2 separate regions of the Sus scrofa genome follow, and region 2 is linked to region 1. A link is a contact called in public promoter capture Hi-C data. All regions are on one chromosome and are shown on one strand. Each heading gives the region's core, a stretch centred on a gene start, on an enhancer-like site or on the middle of the called end of the contact. The rest is flanking DNA. Distances are from core to core; before and after follow the strand shown.

Evidence for each region. Promoter capture Hi-C pulls out the DNA fragments that hold promoters and counts their contacts.
Region 2: a contact with region 1 is called in a promoter capture Hi-C map of liver, with 11 times the contacts expected there. The contact joins the promoter of ADRA1A here to the enhancer-like site in region 1. A contact is called at or near these places in 1 of 5 promoter capture datasets (liver) and 12 of 47 Hi-C or Micro-C datasets (alveolar macrophages, embryonic fibroblasts, fetal skeletal muscle and 7 more).

The regions. Positions count from the first base shown.
Region 1 is chr14:10,566,057-10,572,852 of Sscrofa11.1, reverse strand. No RefSeq gene overlaps it. Among named protein-coding and RNA genes, the nearest start is that of DPYSL2, 140 kb to the right of the region's middle. Within about 2 kb of position 4,457, at least 2 of the 83 cell types and tissues checked have an H3K27ac peak or open chromatin away from gene starts, as enhancers often do. A contact at or near this core is called in liver, where this site is marked.
Region 2 is chr14:10,727,731-10,734,526 of Sscrofa11.1, reverse strand. It overlaps ADRA1A (adrenoceptor alpha 1A), which reads left to right and starts at 3,670. Exons shown (of 2, transcript NM_001123072.1): 1 at 3,670-4,552. The coding sequence starts at 3,670.

The DNA of each region.
Region 1 (6,796 bases), core at 3,208-5,707:
AGCTGTACCTGACCCTCCCACAAGGAGGAGGCACAAACTCAGTCTCATTGGATGGATGCTTGTTTGCCTTGCTGGACAAAAAGGCTTCTGCCAGCACAACAATCTGTGGATTTATGGAATACCTTATTCACCATCATTCCACGCAACATTGCCTCTGACCAAGGAACATATTTTACGGCAAAATAAGTGAAACAGTGAGCTCACAGCCATGATATTCACTTGTCTTTACAAGGACCACATCCCTAGCATGGACACGGCAGGCAGAATGTGGTGGGCCAGTGGCCTGGCCACCTGAAGGCTCATTTGATGTCCCTTAAAATACAACATCTTGAAAAACCAAGTTTCTATCTTAGAAGAAATGGTGTACACGTTGAATCTGCAACTAACATACTAGTGCTTATTCCCTCCTAATCAAAATACCTGCTTCCCAGAGTAAACCGGTGAAAACAAGAATAACTCCCTCCACCTACATTCAACAGTACACTTGCTGAATTTCTGTTTTCCATCCTTGTGTGACCATAAGCTTTGCTGATTTGGAGACATTGGTTCTTGGGTAAAGCATGCTTCTCCCAGGGACAAATACAATGGTCCCATTATGACTGCCACCCAGCCACATGGGGGTCCTCCTGCCTCTGAACCAATAACAAAAGAGGGCATTTCTAGACCAGCCGGGGGGGTTGGTGTTGACTCCAAATAAGTGAATTACTTCTACATGGTGGAGAGATGAGGATCTTTCTAGAACCTAATGGTTCCAGTTGGTATTCGAAGAGTCTCTTAGTACATCCCACGCCAAAATAACCATTAATAGAAAACTATGGCAGGAGTTCCCTTCGTGGCGCAGTGGTTAACGAATCCGACTAGGAACCATGAGGTTGCGGGTTCGGTCCCTGCCCTTGCTCAGTGGGTTAAGGGTCCGGCGTTGCCGTGAGCTGTGGTGTAGGTTGCAGACGCGGCTCGGATCCCGCGTTGCTGTGGCTCTGGCGTAGGCCGGTGGCTACAGCTCCGATTTGACCCCTAGCCTGGGAACCTCCATATGCCGCGGGAGCGGCCCAAGAAATAGCAAAAAGACAAAAAAAAAAAAAAAAAGAAAACTATGGCAAAGAGAAAACCACTGAGGATTCAGACCCTTTAGGAATGAAGATGTGGGTCATTCCATTGGGCTGAGGAAGAGGAGACCATGGGCTAAGCAGTGAAAGAAGCCAAGTTTTTTAACACTAGTATATAAAAAACAGATAACGCCTGAATATTTACTCTCTTCACACAGTTTCTCCCAGTGTTGTCATCGTCCATTACTGCCGTACATTTGCAAATGGAGGAAAGCAACCCTGGGACACTACCAGTAACTAAACCCCGAAATTCAATTGGGCTTCAGCAGTTTTCCCACTGATGCTTTTTTTTCTTTATTTTATTTTATTTTATTTATTTATTTATTTATTTTTTTTTTTTTTTTTTTTTTTTTTTTTTGCTTTGTAGGGCCGCCCCTGAGGCATATGGAAGTTCCCAGGCTAGGGGTCCAATCGGAACCACCGTTGCTGGCCTACACCACAGCCACAGGAACACCAGATCCAAGCCACGTCTGCCACCTACACCACAGCTCACAGCAATGCCGGATCCTTAACCCACTGAGTGAGGCCAGGGATCGAACCCAAAACCTCATGGGTCCCAGTCGGATTCATTTCCACTGCACCACAACAGGAACTCCCCAATGCTCTTTTTTCTGTTCCAAGATCCAATCCACAGTGTGATTCCTAGACTCCATTGTCATATCTCCTTGGTGTCCTCTGATCTGTGACAGTTGCTCAGCCCTTCCCTGTTTTCCGTGGCCTTGACCATCTGGAGGAGTACGGACCAGGAATTTCGAAGAATGTCCCTCAATTTAAGATTGTCTCACATTTTTCCCAGGATCGGACTGGGGTTACAGGATTTGGGGAAGAAAACCACCGAGGTGCAGCATCCCTCTTAGCACTTGATGTGAGGGGTGATGACGTCCACATGACGTCACAGGTGCTGTGAACCTTCATCTCGGGGCTGAGGTTGTGTTTACCTGGTTTCACCATCTTCAGGTTGCTATTTATCCCTTTCCAGAATCTGAAACCAAGCAGGACCTTATGGGTCTCCTGGGCACTGAAGCCTTTCTGTGTTCCCTATCTCTTGCCTGTAGGGAATAGGCTTCAGGGTCCTTGACCTTCCCTGAGTTTCAAAGGGCAGGTTCGAACAGGTGCTAATCAGGGAATGAACTGAAGGGCTGCAGAGACCAGGGAGGAGCCATTAAGAAACGACTGTGCAGCCTTGGGGCAGGGTCCTTGTTCCCCCTCAAGGGCTATACATAACAATATCTTTGAGTTCTTCTGAAGAATTACAACACCCAACAGATGGAAGAAGGTCATGGTATGATAATCTCGAGGCCCACCAGAACCAGCCCCGGGGCCATGAAACACCAACACCAGCTTTTTTTTTTTTTTTTTTTTTTTTTTTTTTGTCTTTTTAGGGCTGCACTCCTGGCCTGTGGAGGTTCCCAGGCTACAGGTCAAATTGGAGCTGTAGCTACCGGCCACAGCCACAGCCACAGCAATGCCAGATCCGAGCCACATCTGCAACCTACACCACAGCTCATGGCAACACCAGATCCTTAACTCACTGAGCAAGGCCAGGGATCAAACCTAAAACCTCATTGTTTCTAGTCGGGTTCGTTAACCACTGAGCCACGACAAGAACTCTGAAACAACAACTTTGAAGAAGAATACAAGCTTGCATCTACCCTGATCCTTATCTGCAGCCTTATTTTCCATCCCCCAAACTGTAAGACCCCCCTCCTCCTCTCTCCCAAAGGAGGGCACACTCTTAAACCTTAGACTGCTGTGGCCTCCTTTGCCTGGCAAAGCAATAAAAGCTATTCATTTCTATTGCACCCTAAACTATGTCTCTGCCTTTCTTTTCAGCACCACTTTCAGCAACAACTACACATGAAAAGGGAGTCAGTGTAAACCCAGCCTGACTTCAAAGAGCAGGTGCAGGAGAACTAAGCTCCCTTTCCTGGACAGAGAATGGTACATACATCATTTGGAATTCTTCGACAAGGAAGACTTGTGTCTTCTCCACATTTATTTAATCATTTATATCCATATGGATTCATTTACACTTTGGGTTATAATTCAATACCACCATTTTTTTTGGCCACACCTACAGCATGTGGAAGTTCCCAAGTGAGGGATCAAAGCTGCAACCTACGCCATAGCTGTGGCAACACCAGATCCTCAACTCCCTGCACCACAGCAGGAACTCCTAGGACTGGGATTCTGCAAAGGACATTTCAGCAGGCTCTGCCAGGAGGGGCCAGCAGCGGTTGATGAGGATGGTGGAGGAGGAAGAGGGCCGTGATCCTTCCTGTTCGCACCAGCAGGGATGACAGTCGCTGCTTTGTTTCTAGCCTCTTCCCAAATTTCCAGAACCAGCTTCCTGTGCCACCCCAGATCCTCAGAGATCTGAGTTCAAACTCCTCAGAGACTCCCCACCCCACCCCCAACCCCAGATGAGCCTGTTTTCTTATCAGGTCACTACCTTCCCTCCTTGCCTCAGCCCTAAGGAGTAGTAGCTGGTCGGTGCACTCGGGCTGGAGGAAGAATTTCCAGACTCAGATCAAGGTGAAAGGAAAGAAGTTTATTGAGAACAGAAAAGCTGCTAGAACAGTAGGATGACTTCTTGATAAACAGGGAGAGCCAACAATGAGTGCTTGGTCATGTCTGTTTTGATAACCCAGGATAAGGGGTGGTCTCACAACACACCTGCTGACCTGCTGATTGGTTGAGGAAGGAGGGATCTTACCATACACTTGCTGGTTCGTTGGGAGCATATAAGGTCCCTATAGGGGTGAGGTGAGGAGTGGGCCATGTACCTTTCCTAGTAGAGGATAGGAAGGGGTAAGCCAGGTTGCTCAAGGTGGGGGAGGGAGCGTGACACTGAGATGGGCGGGGTTGTGATAAGGGTCTGGCAATTACTGTTTTGGCCAGAGGCTTTGAGTTCTAGCTCCTTGAATGGGACTTAAAGCCCAACAGTAGTTCCTCCTTAACAGTTACTGCTGCTGTGTTGCCTCAGTATCCCATTTTTGCCTCATTAGTTCTCCAACTCCTATCAAGCCAATTCTCTAGATTATATTTTCACTGTTATAACAACTTCATTTAGTTCCTGCTTTCCCGCCTGGATCCTCACAGATATTGAACAAAATGTATAAGCATGAGGCTGAGAAACCACAAGCCGTAAGCAAGGCGAAAACAAACAGTCGTTTCAATGTGCTGAGCTCGTGGGTGCTTCTGTATCTTTCTCCAAATATTTCTAAACCTGGAATGATTTGGTTTCATAACTGTGCCCTTTTCAGAGGACAGCGTGTACTCTAGGTACCAGGGCGAACTACTCCTGTGCCCTATGTGTAATGGTAGGTAAGGAAGCCCATTTATGTAACTCACTGCTAGTTGCCAGATGGGAGGGGACAGAAGGCAAGTGCTAGGAGAGAAAGCAAACAGAATACTAAGGGAGATGCTATCTAACAGGAAAAAATGTTTTCTGGTAACTGGAAAACAAGCCCAGAGTTCAAAGAGAGAACAGTGTTTTATGAGGTTAAAAATTGTCTCTTTTTCTTTTCCTGCCATTTGTAAAGTAGACGGGGTGACAGGTGAACTGGGGTACTTCCAGGAGACTTCAAAGAAGACTGATATCCGCCCGGCCCTGTCCTGGGAGCAGAACAGCAAGCATTAGCGCCCCCTGCTGGAAAGGACTCTGAAGCTTTGTGGATGGGCAGCCTGAGGGTTAATTTAAGGGACTGAACAATGTCCCCGTTTAAAATTCATATGCTGGGAGTTCCCCTTGTGGCTCAGCGGTACCGAGTCCGACTAGTATCCATGAGGTTCGATCCCTGGCCTCGCTCAGTGGGTTAAGGATCTGGTCTGGTGTGGCTGTGGCTGTGGCTGTGGCATAGGCTGACAACTGAAGCTCCAATTCGACCCCTAGCCTGGGAATTTTCATATGCAGCAGGTGTAGCCCTAAAAAGACCAAAGAAAAAAAGATTCATATGCTGAAGTCCTAGCCCCGGCACCTCAGGATAAGGTTTTATTTGTAGCTAGGCCCTTTAAAAAGGTAAGTATGGTAAAATGAGGTCATTAGGATGGGCTCTAATCCAATATGACTGTTGTCCTCATAAGAGAACGAGATTAAGAGACAGACACAGGCAGAGGGAAGACCGTGTGAGGTCACGGGGAGAAGACGGCCGTCTACACCCCACGGAGAGAGACGCCAGGAGAAACCTCGACACCTTGACTTTGGATTTCTAGTCTCGGGAACTGAGAGGAAATCAGCATCTTGTTTAAGTCACCCAGGCTGTGTGCTTTGTTACGGCAGCTCTGTCAGGGTAACATACTGCCCACAGCCCCTCCTTGGAACCCACTCCAGAAAAAGGCACGCTTTGTTCCTAGGTAGGGCTGTGGTCTCAAACCCTATCAAGGCTCCTTGGCTGATGGATTGGGCTGGACAGTGAACCGCAAGGGCTCCTCTCAAGGCCAAGGTGCACTGGCCTTCCATCCAAGGACACGGAACATGAGGCAGGGTGGCACAGGGGGAAGGGCACCAGCTTTGGGGTCAGACAGGTCTGGTTTCAATCCCAGTCGAGACACTCACTGCACAAGAAGGGAAATGAACACCTTACGGATTCCTTCTCTGTAAAATAGGGAGAATGATATTTACTCCATTTTTGTGTACCTCACATTCAGATGTTGAAGCGGTACCCTCCAGTGTGGCTCTATTTGGAGATGAGGCCACTAAGGAAGTAACTAAGGTTAAATGAGGTCATGGGGTGCGGGGGGAGGGGGGAGCTAATCCGTTGGATTAATGTCCTTGTCAGAAGATCCACCAGAGACCACACTCTCTCCCTTTGGACACATGTACACACGTGACAAAGGGCCTAGCAAGGGGACGGCCACCTCAAGGCCAGGAGAACTCTCACCAGAAATCCAACTAAGCAGTAATCTTGACCTTGAACTTTTAGCCCCCAGCACTGTGAGAAAATTAATTTCTGGTGTTTTGGGTTTTTGTTTTTTTCTTTTCTTTTCTTTTTTTGGCCACACCGAGGCATATGGCATTCCCAGGCCAGGGGTCAGATCCTACCACAGTTGTGACCTAAGCCAACAGCTGCAGCAACACCAGATCCTTTAACCCACTGTGCTGGGCCAGGGATCAAAATTGCACCCTGGTGCTGCAGAGATGCTGCTGATCACATTGCCCCACAGGGGGAATTCCTAATATCTGTTTTTAAGCCACCTAGTCTGTGACATTTTATTATGGCAGCCAAGTTAACTAATATACACATAGACACGCATTAGGGGATTAAATATGAGAACATCTAACCGGCTCCCAGTGTTCAAGAAATCCTAGCAGTAATCACTAAAAATCTGAGACCAGTGGATAGAATTGAAAGGTGAGAAACCAAATGGAAGGGGTGCCTGGGCAAGTATGACGGCCCCCATTACAAACTCAGGCAGAGGCCAGAGAGACTTTGGGGAGCATCGCCATGGAGATAATTCAAGCATCAAGTGGTCTTTTCAGCTCCTTTTCAGTCCCAAGAGTTGGAAAGTTTGCAGTGGGATTTTAAAGTCTTTCCAAGCTGCCTTAAGATTCATTTTCTCTGGATAATATATACTCTGACCTATGATGATCAATGCAATAAAAAAAAATTATTGTAGTTCTTATTGTGGCTCATCTGGTTAAGAACCCAACTAGTATCCATAAGGATGTGGGTTTGATCCCTGGCCTC
Region 2 (6,796 bases), core at 2,421-4,920, 160 kb before region 1:
TTGGCTCCTGCGTGGCTGTGGCTGCGCTGTATGCCAGCAGCTGTAGCTCTGATTTGACCCGTAGCCTGGGAACCTCCATATGCTGAAGGTGGGGCCCTAAAAAGAGAGAAAGGAAGAAAGGAAGGGAGAGAGAGAGAGAGAAAGCGAGAGAGAGAGAGAGAGAGAGAGGAAGGAAGGAAGGAAGGAAGGAAGGAAGAAAAGGAAAAAGGAAGGAAACCTACTAACTACTAACTGTGTGTTTTGTCTGAATCAATGAAGATGAAAGGTGAGCTAGGATGTGGGAATCAGAGTGGAGAAAATTCTGGTCTTTTCCCACTATTCCAAAACCCATATGGCTTTATTCAACTGTAAAGCCAACAAAACATGGAATTTACCAGAAAGTAGTAAATAAGACTGGTAATGCCAACCTTTCATATGCCAACAATTCATGAATTAAAGAGAAGTAAAGAGAAGTTACTCTCTTTGAAAGGATATATTTTCTTATAGAAACTGGAAAATAATATATAGCACTTTAAAAACACTAAACCATGTAAGAAAGTGCAGTGGGACTCTCATACTTTCTAAATCCATTTGTCTGAAGAAATGAGAGATGGATCATATTTCGTAAGGTTTAGATATGCTCACTGTATTTTTCCTGGAATTATAATTTTATTACTATCAGATTTATTGAATTTTGTCTGATTTTACATTCATCTTGAAACATCTGCAAATAATATAATTTACCTGAATATTTTGCATAACAATATGCTTCTTTTCGTTTTAACAGAACCTAGTCCAAGTGTTAATTGAATCAAGCTTTTCAAAAGCAATTTTATTAAGCATTTCTTTGAACACATCATATGCACAGTAATATGCGTCTGGCAAGTGTCGATTTTTCTCTTTTTTTTTTTTTCCTTTTTTTCTTTTTTGGCTTTTTGGCTTTTAGGGCCGTATCCGAGGCATATGGAGCTTCCCAGGCTAGGGGTCCAGTTGGAGCGGTAACCTCCAGCCTACGCCACAGCCACAGCAACGCGGGATCTGAGCCGTGTCTGCAACCTACACCACAGCTCAAGGCAATGCCAGATCCTTAACCCACTGAGCGAGGCCGGGGATGGAACCCGCGTCCTCATGGATGCTGGTCAGGTTCGTTAACCGCTGAGCCACGGAGGGAACTCTGTTTGTTTGTTTGTTTGTTTGTTTGTTTTTTTATCAGATCATTTAAAGAAGTTATTTACTACAAGTAAAAAATCTCTTCTCCTCACTCTCCCTCCGCCAAAGACACTTTCTTAAAGTAAAACCCGAGCCCAATTCACTCAAGGCAAATAAAAAAACGAAAACAAAAACAAAATTCTGCTGTGCTGAACCTGCAGTGCTCGCTTTGCCTGTTACCTCAGAGTAATACGGTAACAGCAGGAGATTACGGTACTAGCTGGGGCTACTGGCTGTGTTACGTCAGCGAGAGCTGCAAAGTTCCTTGCGATTCTTTGCTGATGTCGGTGTGCTGAATATTAAAAGGGTGAAGGTGGAGTTATTGCCTGGCTGTATTTTTTCTCTCTTTTTTTCTTTTTCTTTTTAAAATCTCCAGGTAAAGCATCTGCGAGCCAGGAGCGTAAAGACGTCTGTGGTAGAGGGGTGAGTCAGCTGGTGCAAAAGGACTAGGAATCGCTTCGTCGGAGAGACAGTCCCCTCTTCTCCCAGGGAGGAGGCGACGGAGCCGCTCCTGGGACCGAAAGCCGGTCCACTCACGCCGGCGCGCGGGCGGGTGGCTCTGCATTCGCGCTCCAGGTGAGTGCGCTGCAGCTCCGGGCGCCAGCATTCCAGCGGGGACCGGAGGGTGAGGGCAAACGTCCCCGGGCCTCCGGGTGAGACCCAACTCCCACTTTTCCCCAAGCTCCTCCCGCCCTTTTCACCCGCATCCCCACCCCACCTTGTTTCCCTTATATATTCTGGGAAGTTACCTCTTAGTTAACAAGTGTGTTTTGAACCCCGTATTTCTCTTCTCCAAGGTAGTGGGGAACGGGTTTCTGCAGCTGGTTGTTTTTAGTACCACCTGTGAGCTCTAGAACTTGTGGTTTTCGCAGTAGCCTCGGCCGGGGAATCCCGCCTCAGGGCCCAACCGCAGAGTCCTTACAAGGCAAGGTGGGTCCCCACTCCCCGCATTCCTTCCTGCGTCCCTCTGGTCAGCTTGCAGCTGTGGAAACCTAGCTTTCTGACGCAGACTGTGGCCCCCAGCTCAGAAAATACGAGGCGTCCTCCACCCGCTAGCGCGTGCATTTGATTTTTTTATGCTTACAAATTCCGCAATGACTGCCGCGTGCAAAGCCCCTTCGGTAGAGTGAGGCTGCCCGCTCCCACTCCTCCCCCCTGGACCCCCAAAGCCAGCCTGGGTGTGGCTTGAGGTTCGAGTCCTCCGGGACCACTGATCCTGCGGCTTGGAAAGGAATCCTGGACCGACCCAGGTCGCGTACAGCCCTCCTTGAGTCCCGAGGGCTTTGCTCTGGACCCGGCTCTCAGGCCCGTTTGTTGGGTCGACAGACCGGCGCGCTCCACACATTCAAGTGTGAATTCCTCCCGCGTGAGCGTGTCACTGGCCCTGAGGTCCCGGGTCGCAATGGCTCCCTCTCCCAGGCCTCCCCTTCCAGGTGACTGCGAAGCAACCTGTTCAAATGGCAACCGGGTAGATTCTCCGGGTGTCCACCTGCTCGGCTTGGTGCGACAGAACGGTCAGCCGCAGTCGCGCCTCGCGGGCTTGGGGATTTTAATTTCACTGTGTGGCCGCGGGGCGCTGCAGCTTGGGGTTTGTTTGCTTCGGTTCTTGAACCTGGCTAGAGGCCGCGCGCCGAAGCGCGCCAGGGCAAGGTTCCCAGCGGCGCCGCACAACTCGCGGTCCCCTCCTGCGCGCTCGGCTGCGGCAGGGCAAGCCGCTTCAAGACCGCAGAGCACGCGGGTTCCCAGCCGGGTAGGATTACCCGTCGAGCCCGACACAGCCTCCCTCCTCAGGGCGCCTGACTTACACCCGGCATTTCTCTTTGCGCTTTTTTCAGGAGGACGCTGGCAAACAACTGCTCCGCAGCCGCCTCGGTCTTGGCAAATATTTCACATCCATGTCCCCGACCTCTGCGCCTAGAAGATGGGTCAAGCATGAGTCCAGCCACACCGTGGGCAACTACTGGCGGTGTGAAGTGCCCAGATGCCTTTAGTCCCCAGCTTTGAGAGTCGACGGCAGACCAGTGCTTGCTTGTGGTTTGGGGGGGAATTCCAAATTATGTGCAGAATGCTCAATCTTCTGACCCGGATGGATCAGACAGTGCAGAAAAGGAGACTCCCGTAATCCTGGGATTGCATTTTGCAACGCATCTCCTCAAGCTTCGCTCTAAATCTTGCGAAGGGAGGGAGTTGGGGCCCTGGGCCAGCGCAGCAGGTGGAGAGGGTCAGCAGGCAGCCCCGCGCGCCCCTGGCCATGTTGTCTTTAATGCCCTGCCCCTTTATGTGGCCTTCTGAGGATTTCCAGGGCTGCCCGGGGGTGCTTCCCACCCGCACGCTCTCTCTTACCCCCAGACAACCGCGGCAGGCAAGACTCCCCCGAGCCGTGACCTTTTGACTCCCCACTCCCCCCACTCCCGCGTCCGCCTTCGCGCCTCCCGGGAGTGGCCCTCAAGAGCGGCACCTCGCCCTGCTCCGGCTGGGACCATGGTGTTTCTTTCTGGAAATGCCTCAGACAGCTCCAACTGCACCCACCCGCCGCCACCGGTGAATATTTCCAAGGCCATTCTGCTTGGGGTGATCTTGGGGGGGCTCATCATTTTCGGGGTACTGGGGAACATCCTTGTGATCCTTTCCGTGGCCTGCCACCGGCATCTTCACTCGGTCACTCACTACTACATCGTCAACCTGGCGGTGGCCGACCTTCTGCTCACTTCTACGGTGCTGCCCTTCTCCGCTATCTTCGAGATCCTGGGCTACTGGGCCTTTGGCAGGGTCTTCTGCAACATCTGGGCGGCGGTGGACGTCTTGTGCTGCACTGCATCCATCATGGGACTCTGCATCATCTCCATCGACCGCTACATCGGCGTGAGCTACCCGCTGCGCTACCCCACCATCGTCACCCAGAAACGGGGCCTGATGGCTCTGCTCTGCGTGTGGGCGCTCTCCCTGGTCATCTCCATAGGGCCTCTGTTCGGCTGGAGGCAGCCGGCACCTGAGGACGAGACCATCTGCCAGATCAATGAGGAACCGGGCTACGTGCTCTTCTCCGCGCTGGGCTCCTTCTACGTGCCGCTGACCATCATCCTGGTTATGTACTGCCGGGTCTACGTGGTGGCCAAGAGGGAGAGCCGGGGCCTCAAATCGGGTCTCAAGACCGACAAGTCGGACTCAGAGCAGGTGACACTCCGCATCCATCGGAAAAACGCCCCGGTCGGAGGCAGCGGGGTGACCAGCGCCAAGAACAAGACGCACTTCTCCGTGAGACTCCTCAAGTTTTCCCGAGAGAAGAAAGCGGCCAAGACACTGGGCATAGTGGTCGGCTGCTTCGTCCTCTGCTGGCTGCCTTTTTTCTTAGTGATGCCCATTGGTAAGTCTTTACAACACCTCTTCTTCGCATTTAGGGGGCTTCACCCCCTTCCCTTTCTGCTACCCTAGAGCACAGTCTGGCGTGGAAGAGAAAGGGATCTGCATTTCAAACGGCAGAGCTAGGAGGGCAGTTAGGAAAGACTCCCCTGTAGAAAAGTGAATTTTCATTCCCTTTCTGCTCCTATCTCATTTCTATTAAGTCCTTAGGGCACTTTTTCAGCTACTGCAAAGTGGCTTCCTACTGATGCAGATTAATTGGTCTCCTTAAAAGAACGTCAACTTTTCTTAATGCTTGGAAGCATGTGTTTAATTTAAATACATCCATCCTCAGATGTCGAGTTTCAGCGGCTCCACCCGGCGCTTAGGCAAAGGCTGGTGGAATGCCACTTTCACCTCTGCTGCTGTGGACAGCAAATTCTCTTGGCCTAAAAATAAGCACCGTGCTTATTCTGAACAAAGGTGTAATTTTATTATTAGATTAGATTATTCCTAAGGGTTAGTTATAATGGTCTGTTTATGTCCTATATCTGTGTTAACATTATTTTCTGGATTCATGTGGAAGAAAGTATGGTGAGCCACTGACAAGGAAAAAAAATGATATTATGTCCAAACCAATTTAACCTTTAAAGAATTTAACATAATATTTCCAATAAGTAAATACTTTCCTCTTTATTTTAATACTAAGTATTAAAGCAAACACTGCTCTTATCCAAATCCTTCCGGCAGCTGCAGATGACACTGTTTGAAAATAATACGTTAATGTTACAAACCCAATTTTTGCAAATGCTAAATTAGCTGTTGTCAAAACTAATTAGTTCATTAGTAGTATCAGCAAGCTGATCCACTTGGAATATTGTCTGTCTGTGAAAGGGCTTCATGAGATCCCAAAATAGTTGTTTGCTATATTTAGCTTATGAGCACAAATATAGACCCACACATTTGTTATCCACAAAGTCCAGAGAATAAAAGTTATAGTAAAAATCAATAAAAGTCTGCTTCTGTACTTCAGAGCCAGTTTAAATGGCGTGTACTGAAAGTACATGAATTTGCATCTCTGTGTAACAATAAAAGCTATTATTTTTAGACCCGTAATCATCTCAATAACTCTGTGAAGGATGCATTATTATCCTGAAGTCACAGGTGGGGAAAAGGCATTCCTCAAGTTCCAAGCTTTGCTGTCTAATACCACAGCCACCGGCCCCATGTGGCTATTTCATGCAAGTTAAAATTAAAGAAAATTAATGCCAGTTCCTCAGTCCCGCTAGCCACATTTCAAGTGTTCAAGAGCCACCTGTGGCCAGTGGCTATGGTTTTGAAAGGCAGAGATAAAGGACATGTTCACCACTGCGGAAATTTCTACCCAATAGGGCTGCTCAAGAGGCCCTTTAGAGTCTGCTCCCTGGCCTTCCATCATTATTGTTCATTCTGCTCCTAGAAGTACTTCAGCGCTTTGGATTTATTTAAATAACTTTCCCTACCCAAGCCACTGCCTGCTTACATACCTGTCTGCATCCCATCTCTTCCTCCTGAAGTTTGCACATTTACTCATGCATCTGTTCACTTGCCAAGTATTTATTAAGCACTTGTTCTAGACACTTAGGATGAACAAGGCAAAAAAAAAAAAAAAAACCTTGCAGTAAGATGTTTGCAATATTTGGGGTGAAATGGACAGAAACAAATAGATATAGCCTAAGAAGTCAAGGACTAATAAGCACTATCTTAAAACTAAACAAATAAGAGGCTAGAGAGCAGTATGACAATTTGGTGGGTAGTCAGAAAGGTCCTCTTTGAAAAGGTGATATTTGAGCAGACACCTGACTGCAGTGAGGAGCAAGCCTTGCAAAGTCAGGGAGGAAGGGTTTTCTGGGTAGAGGAAACAGGGAGTTTCAGGAAACAGAGATGGAAAGGAACCTGACCTATCTTTTTGGCCAGAATTTGCCTGTTATTCTAATTGGGATGGGAAGCCATCCAATCAGAGGGGCTTTCGCAAGTGAGTGGCAGGTCTCATATTTTGAAAGAATCATTCTGATTGTTGGGAGAAGTGAGGGCTGTTTCGGGGTGAGAGTCGAACAAGAGAGATTAGTTAGGAGGCTGTTGGGGTCGTCAAGCGAAGAAAGGTAGGGATGCCCTGCCCTCAGGTGAGACAGGCGGGGATGACATGAAGGGGTTAAGTTTGGCACTTATTTCAAAGGCAGAGCTGACAAGTTTGGACATAGGGTATGAGAAAAGAGAGGAGGAAAGATAA